Linked DNA regions of Zea mays: region 2 is linked to region 1. The links are chromatin contacts, called in public Hi-C maps. All regions are on one chromosome and are shown on one strand. The core of a region is the stretch at or near the end of the contact, and the rest is flanking DNA. Distances in the headings are between cores, read along the strand shown.

Evidence for each region. Hi-C and Micro-C count contacts between places; a contact is called where the count stands out from the background.
Region 2: a Hi-C map of endosperm shows a contact between it and region 1, with 2.5 times the contacts expected there. The contact joins the promoter of LOC103651447 here to the promoter of LOC100194330 in region 1. A contact is called at or near these places in 7 of 25 Hi-C or Micro-C datasets (bundle sheath, ear, endosperm and 1 more).

The regions. Positions count from the first base shown.
Region 1 is chr3:220,744,711-220,752,055 of Zm-B73-REFERENCE-NAM-5.0, reverse strand. LOC100194330 (putative protein kinase superfamily protein) reads left to right here and starts at 2,489. Exons shown (of 6, transcript NM_001359458.1): 1 at 2,489-3,125; 2 at 5,375-5,496; 3 at 6,262-6,458; 4 at 6,570-6,744; 5 at 7,112-7,246; 6 at 7,339-7,345. The coding sequence starts at 2,816.
Region 2 is chr3:220,886,685-220,894,029 of Zm-B73-REFERENCE-NAM-5.0, reverse strand. LOC103651447 (CASP-like protein 4U1) reads right to left here and starts at 2,486. Exons shown (of 3, transcript XM_008677075.4): 1 at 1,327-2,486; 2 at 152-287; 3 at 1-43. The coding sequence starts at 2,291.

The DNA.
Region 1 (7,345 bases), core at 1,240-3,739:
CTGATGCATATAAGGAAGAAGGGTCCACATGCACCATTCTCTGTAGCATAGCAAAATCGAGCTTGATGTCCTTGAAGATTGATCGAGATAATATTAGTCAGTACTGAATTTAATTTTAATGACAAGTTTGTAATGGGTAGGATAATAAGGGATATGTTACAGGTTGTTGGTTTCTTGGATGAATATGCTGCTGCATAGGGTTAGGCCTAAAAGGAGAAACAGAACAGGATTGGTTTTTGTAGCTCTCCTCCCCTCATCTCTCCATGGGATTGGAATATATATAACTTTATGAGTTTATATGGAAAGCAATAGATATTGTTTATTTCCTCTCGTCTCTTCTCTCCTCTCCTCTCCTCTCCTCTCTATGCCATATTACTGCTTTTAAACTAAGGCGACACTGCAAGAGGCACTATTATATGTCAAGTTCATATATTAAGAATTTGAACTCTAGCCTATTGATGATGATAATTGTTCATTGTCTAAAATTCCTCTATTTGACCTCTATATATGTCTGAAATTCCTAAACAACATTATGTCCATGTTTGTGTGTTAATATTTTTTGGTCATTATGTCATGAGTTTGTGTTAATAATCTGAATACTAAAGCATGTGGTAGGCACCATTATGCCTAAAATTCCTATACACATTGCTTATGATTGTTTGAGGATTACACCTATCTTGAGTTTTTATATTAATAATCTGAATAGTAAGGTTCGTTGTACCTTGTAACACCTGAGTTTAGTTGTTGGCTCTGAACTCTGAATTTTTTTTACCAAATACAACATCAGATGTAATTTTACTACTGTGATTAAGTTGTATCACATATTCACAGTAGTATTATTGTGTTCTTCAAGCAAGTCAATTACAGTGGGCTTTTAGTCATGAATTTACAGTAGTCTATGAAAGATCATTCTTGAATTTTTGCCTTTAAATTGTCTTGTTAAATCTTGTATAATACACTACTAGGTGAGTGCTCGTGCGTCACAGGCCCGAGTTTCTCTTCAACGTCATCCCGGACGGCTCGTGGATGTCGTCCTCCATCTCATAACAATATAACACACATTTGTATATATAAGTTATCGAACTATTATATAATCCCGTTGCAACGCACGGGTACTGAGCTAGTGAAAGACTATAAGAACATATCATATACATAAGATCCTCTTCGTGCACAAATCTAACCTATACATTTTATCTAACAATCAATAGTTGAGCGTGCAGAGTTTTTTTCCAAATGTGCAGCTGAGCACGGGTAAGCGTGGAAGGATTTTTTTATAAAACACGTTACCTTTAGGGATGAAAACGGTCGGTAAATATATAAACCATTACTGTTTTCATATTTTTTATCAGAAATAAAATCGAAAACGGTAACTCCGGAAACGGAAACGATATCGGTATTTCGAAAACATCGGAAACGAAAGTTCGGTACTGAAAATACACCGGTAATGGTCGAAATCTAAAATACGATCAGTAAACATATCAAACTTCACAATACAACAAAGTTGACAAAAGATCACAAAGACCACAAGTTCACAATTCATGATATAACAAGTTCACAATATAACAAGTTCACAAGGATCACAAATTTATAATATAAAAAGTTTATAAAGATCACAAGTTCACAATATAACAAGTTCACAATATAACAAGTTCATAAAGATCACAAGTTCACAGACTCAAAGTTCACAATTCACAATATCCACTCGATTTAGCTGACATGACATGTTTACTCATGAAATATTTATTCCTTCACAGCCTCACAGGAAAACCCTAAAATCCAGTGTGTGGAAAAGACGAACTATCGGCTCTCTATCATTATGTATTACTAATACATAACATGTGCATAGAAAAGGATGGATTCGTTCAAGAGACCAAATCGTTAATCTCAACTGCCTTCCAACACCATCTATCCCTAAAAAAATCTTAAGACGTCCAAAAAATACAAAATAAGTAATTCTTATCTAGAGACGTATAGACAATGCGAAAAAAATCACATGATGGAAAATTCCGAAAAAAATCTGAGACACAATTCCGGAAAATTTCGAGACATAAATCCGGTAATTTCCGACAAAAACCGGTAACCGGAGGAAACGGTCGGTAAAACACCACGCCGATTCCGATAGAAAATTCTGAAAACCGATTCTGTTTGCGAAAAATACCGTTACCGATGAATTCGATCGAAAAATTTTGAAATCGGTTTCTGAAATTCCGAAAAATTCCGAAACCGTTTTCATCCCTAGTTACCTGTTAGGGTCCGTTCGATTGACACGGAATGGAAGACCAGAATTATTCCTACCCAGATTGTTTCTCTAATTTTTATACAATTTGATCAACAAAAACTATTCTTGGTGCATTCCTTCGGAAACGAACCGGCCCTTAGTTGTTGAATGAAAGATCCGGATTGGATTTGTCGATTTGTACACGAACGGGTCCTGTGCACAGACATGTTCACAGGCGAACAGCGCTAGGTCCAAGTGCTCAGTTGCTCACACGAAACCCCTTGTGGGACCCACAACCGCAACACGAGTCCTCGGCTCCTGACCTCCGGGTCTGGCCTCCGGCGTCACTTGCCCTCCCGTACCCCGTGCGGCCGTGCCTACTTCGGCAACCCACTATCTCATGCGCTCACATGGAGACTCCCGCACGAACTGGAATCATCTCCGCCTCGCCACCTCTTCATCTTCTTCCCCAGTAGCCGCCGCCACCACCACTGCAGCAGCCAAACCACGTGACACCTCCCGCGCCGCTCAACCCCACAGCATCCGTTGCCACCGCCGCTCACCTCCCCGGCGCTCCCGGCTACAACCACTGCAAGCATGAGGCAGCCAACCAGCGCGGGCGGCGACGCTGGGTTCTTGCGCGCGGACCAGATCGACCTCAAGAGCCTGGACGAGCAGCTCGAGCGCCACCTCGGACATCCCGCGGAGCGGGTAGTTGGCCCAGTCTCTGGGACAGGGAGCCGCCGCGGCGAAACGGCCAAGCTGGGTCCGGAGGAGCTGACGCCACTGCAGCGGTGCCGTGAGGACTGGGAGATCGACCCTACCAAGCTCATCATCAAGGGCGTCATCGCGCGCGGCACCTTTGGCACCGTCCACCGCGGCGTCTACGACGGCCAGGACGTCGCTGGTATCGTTCAAGCACCCACACTACTTACTTTTTGTACAGCTGAAGCTTACGCGTGCAATAGCGATGACGAGCCAATTTTCATTGCCCATGAACTGTTCGACGACATTGCCACGCTAGTTATCTTTAGCTTTTCATGCCGTGCGCTAGAATTTGGTTTTCTAATCTGATCGATTTCTCCGCAAGTCCATACTAAACTGTGACTCTGTGACTCATTCTTCATTTTCTGTTCCCTGCTTAGAATGGTGAGCAGAATTGATCGTTAGATAGCAATGCCATTTGCTATAGGTGGTTGTTCTAAATGGTTTATTTGGCGAGTTGTTTTCGCCTGTCGTGTCATCTGTGCCTTTTCTTGCCGGCAATTTGCTAAAGTTGACACCTCTGCTTTTTCTCGGCTCCTTGGTGTATTCCGTGACTTCTGTTAGATAAGTCCCCTTACAGCTTTTTGGTATGTAACCGCTCATGTGATTCGAGCCAACCAACAGTTAAAGTTTTTCGTAGGCATGATTCATGTGTTCATCTTATGATGAGCCACTAGAAGTAAGGAGGTTAAAGAATAAAGCTGGCGATTTAGGCAAAAAGTCGCAACATGCGATTGATGTTGCACTTTTCAGGGGACCAGGGAAATTGGAAAGCATCTGAACCGGGTCAATGTTTCAAAAAAAAAAAGATAATAAATACACTGAAATTTGCAGCCAGAAGTTTAAATTAACATTTTGGCATTGTCCCGCTAAAGCAAAATCACATGACTCATGAGAGCATCTCCAACACAGGTCCTAAACTGGGTCTTAAATTGAAATATAGGACTTAAGAGGAAAAAAAAGCTTCCAACAGGAGTCCTATTTCACTAAATTTTGTCAATTAGATTTAAGACTCGGTGTTTGGGTCCTAGATATAGTACCCACGGAGTGGGGCCCTATCTTTCTTTTTTTTCTTCTGAACCCAACCGATTCCATGCTCTTCCGCTTCCTGCTGCGACTCGCCTGAAGCCGCCGCCCCCAAGCCACCGCCTGGCCGTCTCCCCCAGAATCCACCCGCCTGGCCGCCTCCCCAAGCCACCGCTTGGTCGTCTCCTCGCCTGAAGCCGCTGGCTGTCTCCCCCAGAATCCCCCCGCCTGGCCGCCTCCCCCAAGCCACCGCCTGGTCGTCTCCTCGCCTGAAGCCGCCGCCCGCATGGATCCCGTCGACCAAGGGGCGCCACACCCCAAACAGCGCCGCCGCAGCTCCAAATCCCCCTCAACTGCGCCGCCGCAACCACAGCAGCGCCGCCGTACCTCCTTGCTTGCTGCCCTAGATGCGATAGGGAGAGTAGAACCTGGCACCTTCGATAGTCGACAGAGCACACCATCGGCATCTGTACATCGATCTACTGTGGGCAGCGCTGATCCCTCGACGGTGATGCCTGATTACAGGTATTAATACATGACTGTTGTTAATTCTGATTGTGATCAGGGAAACTGCGGGGCATCCTTTGGCGGCAGATTTTAACCGGTAAAGAAAAAGTGGCGGTAAATATTTTAGCGGGCAACAAAAAAAACAGTAAAGGGCTCGTTATAGGGCCTGCTGTTGGAGTTAGAAATGTTAATTAGGCCCTAAACTCTTCAAAACAGGTCTCATTTTAATTTTTAGGACTCCTATTTAGGACCCATGGTTGGAGATGCTCTGAAAAAGCAGAAGCAATTTGTATGTCCAGAACTTTATCTCCCTTTGCATGCTGCCCTCTCAATATGTTTGGCCCACCATCCAATTTATTCACTTATATTCTTAAAATTGGATTAGAATGTTATATCAAATGTGTCCTAGGCATCCATAAGTGCTTTTCAATTATTCGTTACTTTGGCTGTGTGATGGTTCCAGTTTCCTCACTGTCCTCCATAAAGTACCTCCTATCAGCTGTCACGCTTTACTTCCGTGTGTGCTTCATGCTCATGCTAGAATATTAGGTGTCTCATTGTTCCATTTTAGACACCATGCATAAAAGGATGGTAAGTTTGACCCTTTACAAATTATTGTTTGCCATGCGCAACAAAGTGCATCCTATTCGTCAAGAATGTGCTACCTTTGGTCCCCATCAAGTGCTAACCTACACTTTTGAGTTTTGGAATGCGCTTTGTCCATCCTTGGGCAATCATGCTTTCATTCATAAGTTATAACAGATATGGAGTAAAATGCACGTTCACATGATAAACTTTGTGTTTACCATCTTAACTTACATTTCTCAACACTGATTGTCAAATGTTACCATCTTCTAGTAAAATTGCTTGACTGGGGCGAAGATGGCCATAGATCAGAACAAGAAATTGGTGCACTAAGAGCAGCGTTTGCACAAGAGGTCGCTGTCTGGCATAAGCTTGAGCATCCAAACGTTACTAAGGTAATTGTTGCCTGAAGAAGCCCTTTTCCTCCCCCTTCTAATTTCTTAGTTTAAGCCACTCTGCTGATATAAGACACTTCTTCAGTTATTGTATATCTTTGGTTCATAAGACAAAGTCTAAAATTGTTGTCTGATATTATTAATATCAACCTTATGATTAAACTTGGTTACTAACACACGAGGTACTCCCTCCGTTTCGTTTTAGTTGTCGCTGGATAGTGCAAAATTAAACTATCCAGCGACAACTAAAAAGAAACGAAGGGAGTATCTATTTCAATGTACTGAAATATGTGTCCAATCATCCCTATGCTGTTGGTCTTCATATTATTCCCTATGTCTGGGTATCTGACAGCATAGTGAGGGGCATATGCAGCACTAGTGCACTACCATCTCTTTTGATGCTCCGATGCGTCCTAATTTGTTTCAAAGCATGCAATATATCCCAAAGCTAGTCTTGTAACTGCTGGTAAGGGACAACAAAACCTTTCTTGTACCATTTGATACATTACAAATTTTAAGAAAAATAGAAATTTGGAGGTTTTATGGCATTGATTTAGTTGCATATACTATGTGAATTTATTTCAACATGATAGCAAATTTACCTAGGAATATGTAGGAGGTTTGTTTTCTTTTACATCTTTAAAATTCAATATAGATCATCAACTACTATTATTATCTGTTCTTGTTTCTTGTTGCTGAATATTATTGATATCTTTCCAAGCGCAACTAGCTGTCCTAACAACATCTTGAACTTTTACCAAACAGTTTATTGGGGCTATAATGGGCGCAAGAGATTTAAATATACAAACGGAACATGGACAGCTTGGCATGCCAAGCAATATTTGCTGTGTTGTTGTTGAGTACCTTGCTGGAGGTGCGCTGAAAAATTTTCTGATAAAGAACAGGAGAAGGAAACTTGCCTTTAAAGTTGTGGTCCAAATAGCTCTTGACCTTGCCAGGGGGTAAGTAATTGATCGCTTTTTCTTTGTTGATTTTTGCCTGGAATTTCGTTGCTACGTGTCTTCACTCTTTAGTCTCAGAAGATATAATTGTGATATATGTCGTTTCAATAGATTATGCTACCTCCACTCAAAGAAAATAGTGCACCGTGATGTCAAGACTGAAAACATGCTTCTGGACAAGACGAGAACGGTAAAGATCGCTGATTTTGGTGTTGCTCGAGTCGAGGCTTCAAATCCTAGCGATATGACGGGAGAAACAGGGACGCTTGGTTACATGGCTCCTGAGGTATTTGATTTTAACCATCGGTCTGTGTTCCTAAATCTAAAACTGCACACCTGGAGAAGCTATCCTTTATATCGATAGGTATTTGCACGGAAACTACTTAAGTATAAGCTGGAAACGTGCCCTGCATGTAATAGCTGAAGTATCTTAAAGACCACACAGTTACGTGGCCTCTAATATCTCCAGTAAATTGGTCGAAACTGTTCCCTTCTTGAAGCTGCACTATCCATTGTCTCACACCGATGCATCATCTGCAAGGCAGCAGGATTTTTTCATTGATCTGAAATTCGGGATCCTTTCTCTGCACTTGCACTTTTATTTCCTGTTTCTTGAAAGAGCATATCTGGGTTACATTGGCATATGCATGCAGGTTCTCAATGGCCATGCTTACAACAGGAAGTGTGACGTGTACAGCTTTGGGATCTGCCTGTGGGAGATATACTGCTGTGACATGCCGTACCCTGATCTCAGTTTTTCTGAGGTCACCTCTGCCGTCGTTCGCCAGGTGAAAATAAAGACATGCCTCTTTCTCGTTCGGCGTTCCTCGCTGCCATGTTTGTCACTGGAAGCCTGAGGTGAAATGAAAAATTTGCACAGAATCTGA
Region 2 (7,345 bases), core at 1,237-3,736, 140 kb before region 1:
ACGCGGCCGCCGACGACGCCGACATGAGGAGGTACGCCAGAGCCTGCAGGGCGGCACCACGTCGACGTCGTGGGTGGAAGCACTAACGGATCAGTTCTTGCACATGACACGAGCAGTTTCGGTGGGGAATATATAGATGCGCTGCACTTGCCTGGTCCAGGAACAGGCTGCAGTAGTAGCTTGACATGCTCCGGAATATAAACCTGGGTGAGATCAGGCGGCGGATTTCGCCGAACGATTGCGCGATCGAGTAGGCGCAGACGATCACGTTCACTGCGACGGCGTACCTGCCATACATTCGTGAAGAACAGAAAAAATGTAGCTGTACTTGCCTCCATGAAGTGGGAGGAAGAGAAAATCTGAATGGATAAGCTACGAACGTGTCGTCTGTCCAGTATATATGTTCGGTAGATGGTTATTGAGCATTGAAAAATCATTAACCATTTCTCGATTTAGGAGGTCGTTCATTTCTTACGGAATAGAGGCATGCAACAATTTCTAGCCGGTTTGTTTCTCTAGTTTATATAAGTTTTGATCAGCTGGAATGATTTATGTTCTATTTCTGGACAAACGAACAAAGTCTTAGTGTAGATGAGAATCTATAAAATGAGATAGCCAAACGGGCCGACTCGACTCACGGTCCGTGTTGGGCATAGCCCGGCCTGTTTTAGGCATGGCCCGCTAGGCTCGGCTATTGAATCGGACTGTGCCGGATGGACCTACGTGTCGCGGCAACGCCCAGGCACGGCCTGTCGACCTGCTAGCCGTATTTGGCCGGCCCAGTAGCACACTATTCCATGTGAGTTTATTGTATAATTCAGCAAAAAATGTGTCATTTAGAGACTCAAACATGCACCCATATATATAAGAGGCTTAAACACATCCATCTAACAAGTGATGCAGTTTTGTTGTGTTATATGTTAAATTCATACACTAAATATATATACGATTAATTTTAAAATAAAAAATATAACCGTGTTGTGCGCGTACCAGCACTATGGGTTGAGATGATGGCTTAGACACAACACTATAGCCGTACCGAGTTAGACACTTGCTCTATGCTAGACGGGCCGGGTCCTCAGCCATGATTTTTTATGTTGTGTCTGGACTGACCTATAGTGTTAGTGTCAAATGACCCTCTATAGAATGCAGAGCAACTGCCAATGACCCTCAGATGGATTTTTATGTATTTATTTTTCAAATTTCGTTTCAAATTCCTTTTGTTTTAGAATGTGCTTGTAACAACTCCCGTCCACGTCCGAAGGAAATATGTAAAAAAAAAGGAGCCGAGACGAAACGCGTGGGGGCGAAGTGGCGATCACTGACCTGTACTGCAGGTGGTGGGCGTAGTAGTCGCCGGCCCATCCGGACGTCCGGGCGCTGGCAATGACCGAGAAGGCCGCGAGGCTGAGCACCGCCGTGGCCAGGCGCAGCGTCACCGACAGCTCCCTCCGCTCGCCGACCGCGGCCACGGCCGCCACATCGGGGGGCACGGATGATCCCGCGTTCTCCGCCGCCGCCGCGTGCTGCTCCTGCTGCTGGTCGAGGCGCGCCTTGCCGAGGTGCAGCGGCGACGTGACGGCCTCCTCGACTGGGTCGAAGCGAACCGCGACCGCAGCCGTGGCGGCCGGCGACGGCAGCGGCAGCGGCACCTTCGTCTCTGCGCGCTTGGGCGTGCTCTGGCCGCTCCTGTTATTATTGTTGTTGCTGCTGGTGTCGACCACGGGCGCGGGAGTCAGCGGCGACGGAGGCGTCGGCGAGGGCGACGGAGAAAGGGAGTTGGTGGCGGTGGCGAGCGACCTCTGCGAAGACGGCGACCGGGCGAGGCCCGTCGCCAGGCGGAGCGGCTCGCGCGCCGCGGCCTTCGCGCCCCCTTCTTCTCCTTGCCCGTTCTGCGCGGTGGGGGTGGGTGGGCTGGGCGGCGGCAGGAGGCGTGGCGCGGCGAGGCGCATGGGCGAGAGCTGCGGGCTCTTGGGGGCCCCGTCGCTGGGGAAGCTGGCCTCCTCCCGCGGCGACCCGTCGGCCAGAGACGGCGGCGGCGTGTGGTACTCGTCGCCCGGCTGTGACGAGGGAGACGGCGGCGGAGGCGTCTCCAGGGGCGGGGGAGGAGTGGGCACGGGCGGCGGCGACCTGTCCGGCGCCGGCGTTCGCGGTGTCGACGGCATGGTGTGCGTGACGGGCGGCGGCGACCTGTCCGACACCGGCGTTCGCGGCGTGGACGGCATGGTGTGTGTGACGAGCGGCGGCGGCGGCGACCTGTCTGGCGCGGGCGTCCGCGGTGTGGAGGCCATGGTGTGTGTGACGGACGGGCCGATACCGCGCGCGGAGGGAGAAAGGGATCGGGGAGGGGAGGAGTTGCCGTGTGTATATGGCCGTATGGGAGGTTACGTGTAGCTTTCCCAGTTTTATGCTCTTCTTTCCTTTCGTTTCGTTCAGTTCCCTTCCCTCGTCGCACTTTGCTTTGTGGAACTTCCGTCCCACCTGTTTTGCTGCCTCTACGCAGAGCCCAGTGGCAGGCGCAGAGCCCAGTGGCAGCACAGCGGCTGTTACAGTTTTTTTTTTTTTGTCATCAGAGGGCTAAAGTCGTTTACGAATTATTCACGATGATTCCGCTTTCATTGATTTGGTTTGGCGGCAAAAAGGCGTTCGTTTTGCATGGTTCGTTCCTGATCCTGGGCTCGACTCGTCCTGGAAGCTAGGTGACACGCACAGATCCAAACTATTGCTGCTTTTGACATTGTAGAGTTCGACTACGCCCGACCGGCAGATGCAACCCCTGTCTCCGATGGCGAATGGCGCTGCCGTCGTCCTCGACCCCCAGTCTCCGTTGAGGGGGGCCCTTTCCTCCGCGGGCGGGGGGAGCGCTTCCCCTGTCGTCGGTCTCGGGAAGCCTCCATGCGCGGCGTGCTCGGGGTCCTGCCCCCAGGCCTGTCCTCGCCCAGATCCGGTAAGTGCCTCCCCAATCTCGTGGCCTCTGTGCGGTGTGGTTCCTCCCAAACGCGTTCAAGATCTCCCCCTCCCAGATACTCCGCATCCTGTTCCGCACTGGTTTGTTGGACCCGTTCAAGATCTGCAATCTCGGCCTTCATTGCCGCGTCTCCCTGCGTCTGATTCATCCGACAGTGTGGCAGTCTACTCGCCGGGCTACCATTTCCCCTACAAGGCGGAGGGGGCTTTGGATTCTGGCTGTGTGTTGTCCCATCGCCGTGCTAGAGGGGCCCCTGCCGCGTCGCGTGTGTGCAGTCAGCCATCCCCTGCAGCTCCCAATGTCAACGAGGGGGGATGGTCTGTTGTCCGGCCGCGGCATTGGTGGCGCAAGATCTTGCAGGATCCTGGTGGTGCTCCACGGAACCTTCAATCGGACAAGAAAGGCTCTAGACTTTTCAAATTGAAGCTCAGGGGTAAATGCTACAACTGCCTCTCATCTGCACATCTCGCGTTCCGCTGCTCGGCCCCTACGCGCTGTTGGCACTGTTTGAAATCCGGGCACCGGGCGAGATCTTGCAGCCAAAAAGGATACCAGGGACCATTCAATGCTACGCTCGTCAACACTGAACCAACCAAGCAGTCATCAAGGGGTTCCAACTACCAGGAGTTACTGCCAATGCCCAGCATCCCCCATAAGTACCAGGTCCCTTCCCAGGAGTCTTCTCACGGTCAGCTGCACCCAATCCTCAAGAAGTCCTACCTTCAAGCTGTCCAGGAGGGTCACGGTATGGAGGCGCGCTACCCAGGAGATCCTAGGGGGAGGCCTGCGCGTGCCTTCTGTGCGGTCTCGGCGACCGGTTCCTTTCGTCGTCGGAGAGATGAGTTGATCGACAAGGCCATCGTCTGCTCCTTCGACGGCAACAGCCATGAGGTGGACACTCTTTCCGCAGGGGACATGCTGAGGGAAAAGTTCAACCTGCACCACGGTCAGTATCAACTAGTCAAGCATTTCCCTGAGCAATTCTTTATCGTCTTCTCGGACCCGAGGTCGAAGCAGTGGGCGCTGGACAGGAGATCGGTCTCGTTTCGAGGCCGGATTTTCCATTTTGGGGATTGGTCGGAGGATTGCTATGCTAGAAAGACTAACCTTGAATTTAGAGTTAAAGTCCGGGTTGAAGGAATCCCGGTACACTGTTGGGGGGAAGAAGTGGCTTCAAAGGCCTTGGGCAAGAGCTGTGCAATTCACTATGTGCAAGAGCGCACAAGGCGTAGGGAGCGCACCAGGTCATTTGATCTCTGGGCTTGGTGCTCTGACCCTTGCGACATCCCTAAAGAGGTCTTGCTAACTGTTTTAGAGCCTGACAGGGAGCTGCCTCCGGTCAACTCCCCTCTAACTTTGGTTGGTGCTCAGCACGATGCTCCTGCTGATCTGAAACCTGGTCATGTCTACACTCTACGCAACCACATAGAGGTGGTGGAGGACCTCTCTTTCCTTAGTGGGAGGGGAGCTAGTGGGAGGGGAGCCAGGGGGGGTCCGTCTAACCGCAAGCAGCGCAGGGAGTTTGTTTGGAGCTATGGTGCCCCGGACTCAGTGGGCGAAAAAAGAGATCGTGCTGAAGATTTCAGAGGAAGAGAGACTGTGCGTCGTGACTGGGATCATGATGATGATAATGGGGATTTTCAGAGAGATAGACGCAGCGGTAACCGCCGACATCGCAGCCTGTCTGGATGGGCGCGTTCGTCGCGATGCCGGGGGGGTATGGATGACTGCTACAGTTCCAATGACAGGCATGGGCGATCGACTCCATTTCGTCGCCATGGCTGGGGGATGACGCCGTCATCCCGCTGGGTACCCAAGGCAAAGGTTAGGACAGTCTCTTTTGCAGACCCCATTGTTACTGCTGTCTGGCCACAGGTGGAATGCCAAGGGAGACCTAAAGATGGTGGAGGCAAATCCGGTTCGTTGGGCGCTGTTAACATGAATTCATCGCTGGGACCTTCTACCTCTACGCGCAAGGTACCACATACGGTCAAGCTCGCTAATGTTTTCACCTCAATTCACAATAGTTTAGACAGTGTGCTGCCTTATTCCTCTAGCGACAACCTGCTAATTAGGAGCACGAATATTCCAGCCAACACACCAGCTGCCCAACCGATTGAGCTTAGTGAGGATTCAGAATTGTTTTCATTTCAAAACTGTTTAAACAGCGCCCTGGGGGTCTGCCCAGGTGTTGATCTGGGCGCTGTCAGTCCGGCCGGGTGTTTAGAGCCTCTTCCTGCGATCGTTAATCAAGATACTAGCGACAACCTTCTCAATCTGTGCACAAATAATCCAGCCAACACACCAGCTGCCCAACCGATTGAGTTTAGTAAGGATTCAGAATTGTTTACATTTCAAAACTGTTTAAACAGTGCCCTGGAGACCTGCCCTAGTGTTATTCTTGGCACTGACGGTCCGACCGGGAGTTTAGAGCCTCACCTTGCGATTGTTAATCAATATACAGATTGCACCGCGTCTGTTGCTGATTAGGCTGTTCCTGCTGATAGCGGCTATCAGGTTCCTTTAGGGGCTTCGCCTGCTCTGGGAACAGGGTCCCATCCACAGCTGCTTAATTTCATTGCTGAGATTACCCATCCGCCAGAGCCACCTCTGATTCCGACCCCACCAAAAAGACATACTTTAAAACTCCAGAAGCAATCCACCACTAAAAGGGCAAGTGTTAGGCTGGCTGCAAAACATCGTTTTAAGTCCGGGAATAACAGAGATGCAATATCCAAAGCCCAGGAAATCCTACTGGCCAAGCTTAACAACTCGGCAGCAAAAAATGTCGGTCGCTCTAATTCTTCTAATCATGCTGATTTCGATGATTCACTTGAACAGGTGGCAAGTTTTTTCACAAAACCTCTTCCCAAGAAGCATATGGAGGCAATCTTGGAGTTGATAAATCAAGATATTGTGAAGACAACGAAGAACAAAAAGAAAGGGAGAAAGGTGACACCTGCCCTCAAGGCTGTGGATGTGGGAGAGAGCTGAGCCCCTGGTCTGGGCACGTCGGTGGTGATTTTGGTGAACAATGTATCCTCAGATGGATAGCCTCGCTCGGCGCAGCTCCGTTCCATACGTTCTTGGTTGTACCTCTGCTAGCTTTAGCGATTATAGGCAGTGCCTTTTGTTCCGTGGCATGCCTTTGTATCTCTGCCCTTTTGGTTTATGGTTTGGGGCTGAACTGTGTCGTAGCTCAACATTCCACTGTTTTATGGCCCTAGCTTCTGTTATTTTGGTTCTGCAGCGTCTCTTGCTGTTTGATGAGTGCTGGCAGCTTAGTATCTCAGCTTCTGTTATTTTGGTTCACCAGAGTCTCTTGCTGATTTGTGTGAGCTGGCAGCTCAATGTCTCTAGTAGACTGGATGTTTTTACCTTATGAATCCGAACTGTTCTATTTTTTCTTGGAACGTGCGGGGGTTAAATGATCCCGCTAAGCGCGACAGCGTGAGACATACGATTCTGTCCACCAATGCTTCCATTGTTTGCCTTCAAGAGACAAAGATTTCGAGTTGGACAAATGTCGTATTAAAGGAAACAGTAGGCGCCAAATTAGCCAACCAATCTTTTCACCTCCCTTCTTTGGGCGTCTCAGGTGGCATCCTTATTGCCGCTGATCCTGATTTTTTCGACATGACTCTCTTGCCAAGTTCAGCAGCATATTCACTATCGGTGAGGATCAGTTCTAGGCTGGAGGACAAGGTGTGGGACCTCACGGGGGTTTACGGGCCACAACTAGAAAATGAGAAAATGATATTCCTCTCTGAGCTCCGGTACATCCAATCAATGGTCAGACCAGAATGGATTCTCCTAGGTGACTTCAACATGATCAGGAGAGCAAGAGAGAAAAACAAAGGGTCAATCAACAGAAGAGTGATGAGGCAGTTTAATAACACAATTGATGATCTGCATCTCCTTGAACTTGAGCTAACTGATAGAGCATTCACCTGGTCAAATGAACAAATGAGTCCTACCATGACTAGGATTGATAGGTTCTTCGCAACAACTGAGTGGCATGACCTGTTCCCCTCGGCTGACATTCATTCCATGTGCACCATGACTTCAGACCACTGCCCGCTTTTATTGCAAAGCCACTCTTCGGGTACTTTCTACCAAGGGTTTAGGTTCGAATCTTTTTGGCCTAAGATTGAGGGGTTCAACGAGGTGGTCCATCAAGCTTGGAACTCTACAGTAACCTCAAATGATGCCATACTTCGACTGCACGTAAAGATGGCTCGCACTGCCAAAGCTCTTTCGGCTTGGAGACGTAATACGGTTGGCAACTTCAAAGTGAAGATGGCCATCATTCAGATCACCCTTACTCTACTGGATAAAGCTCAAGAGAATAGACAACTTTCCTCTGAAGAATTTGAT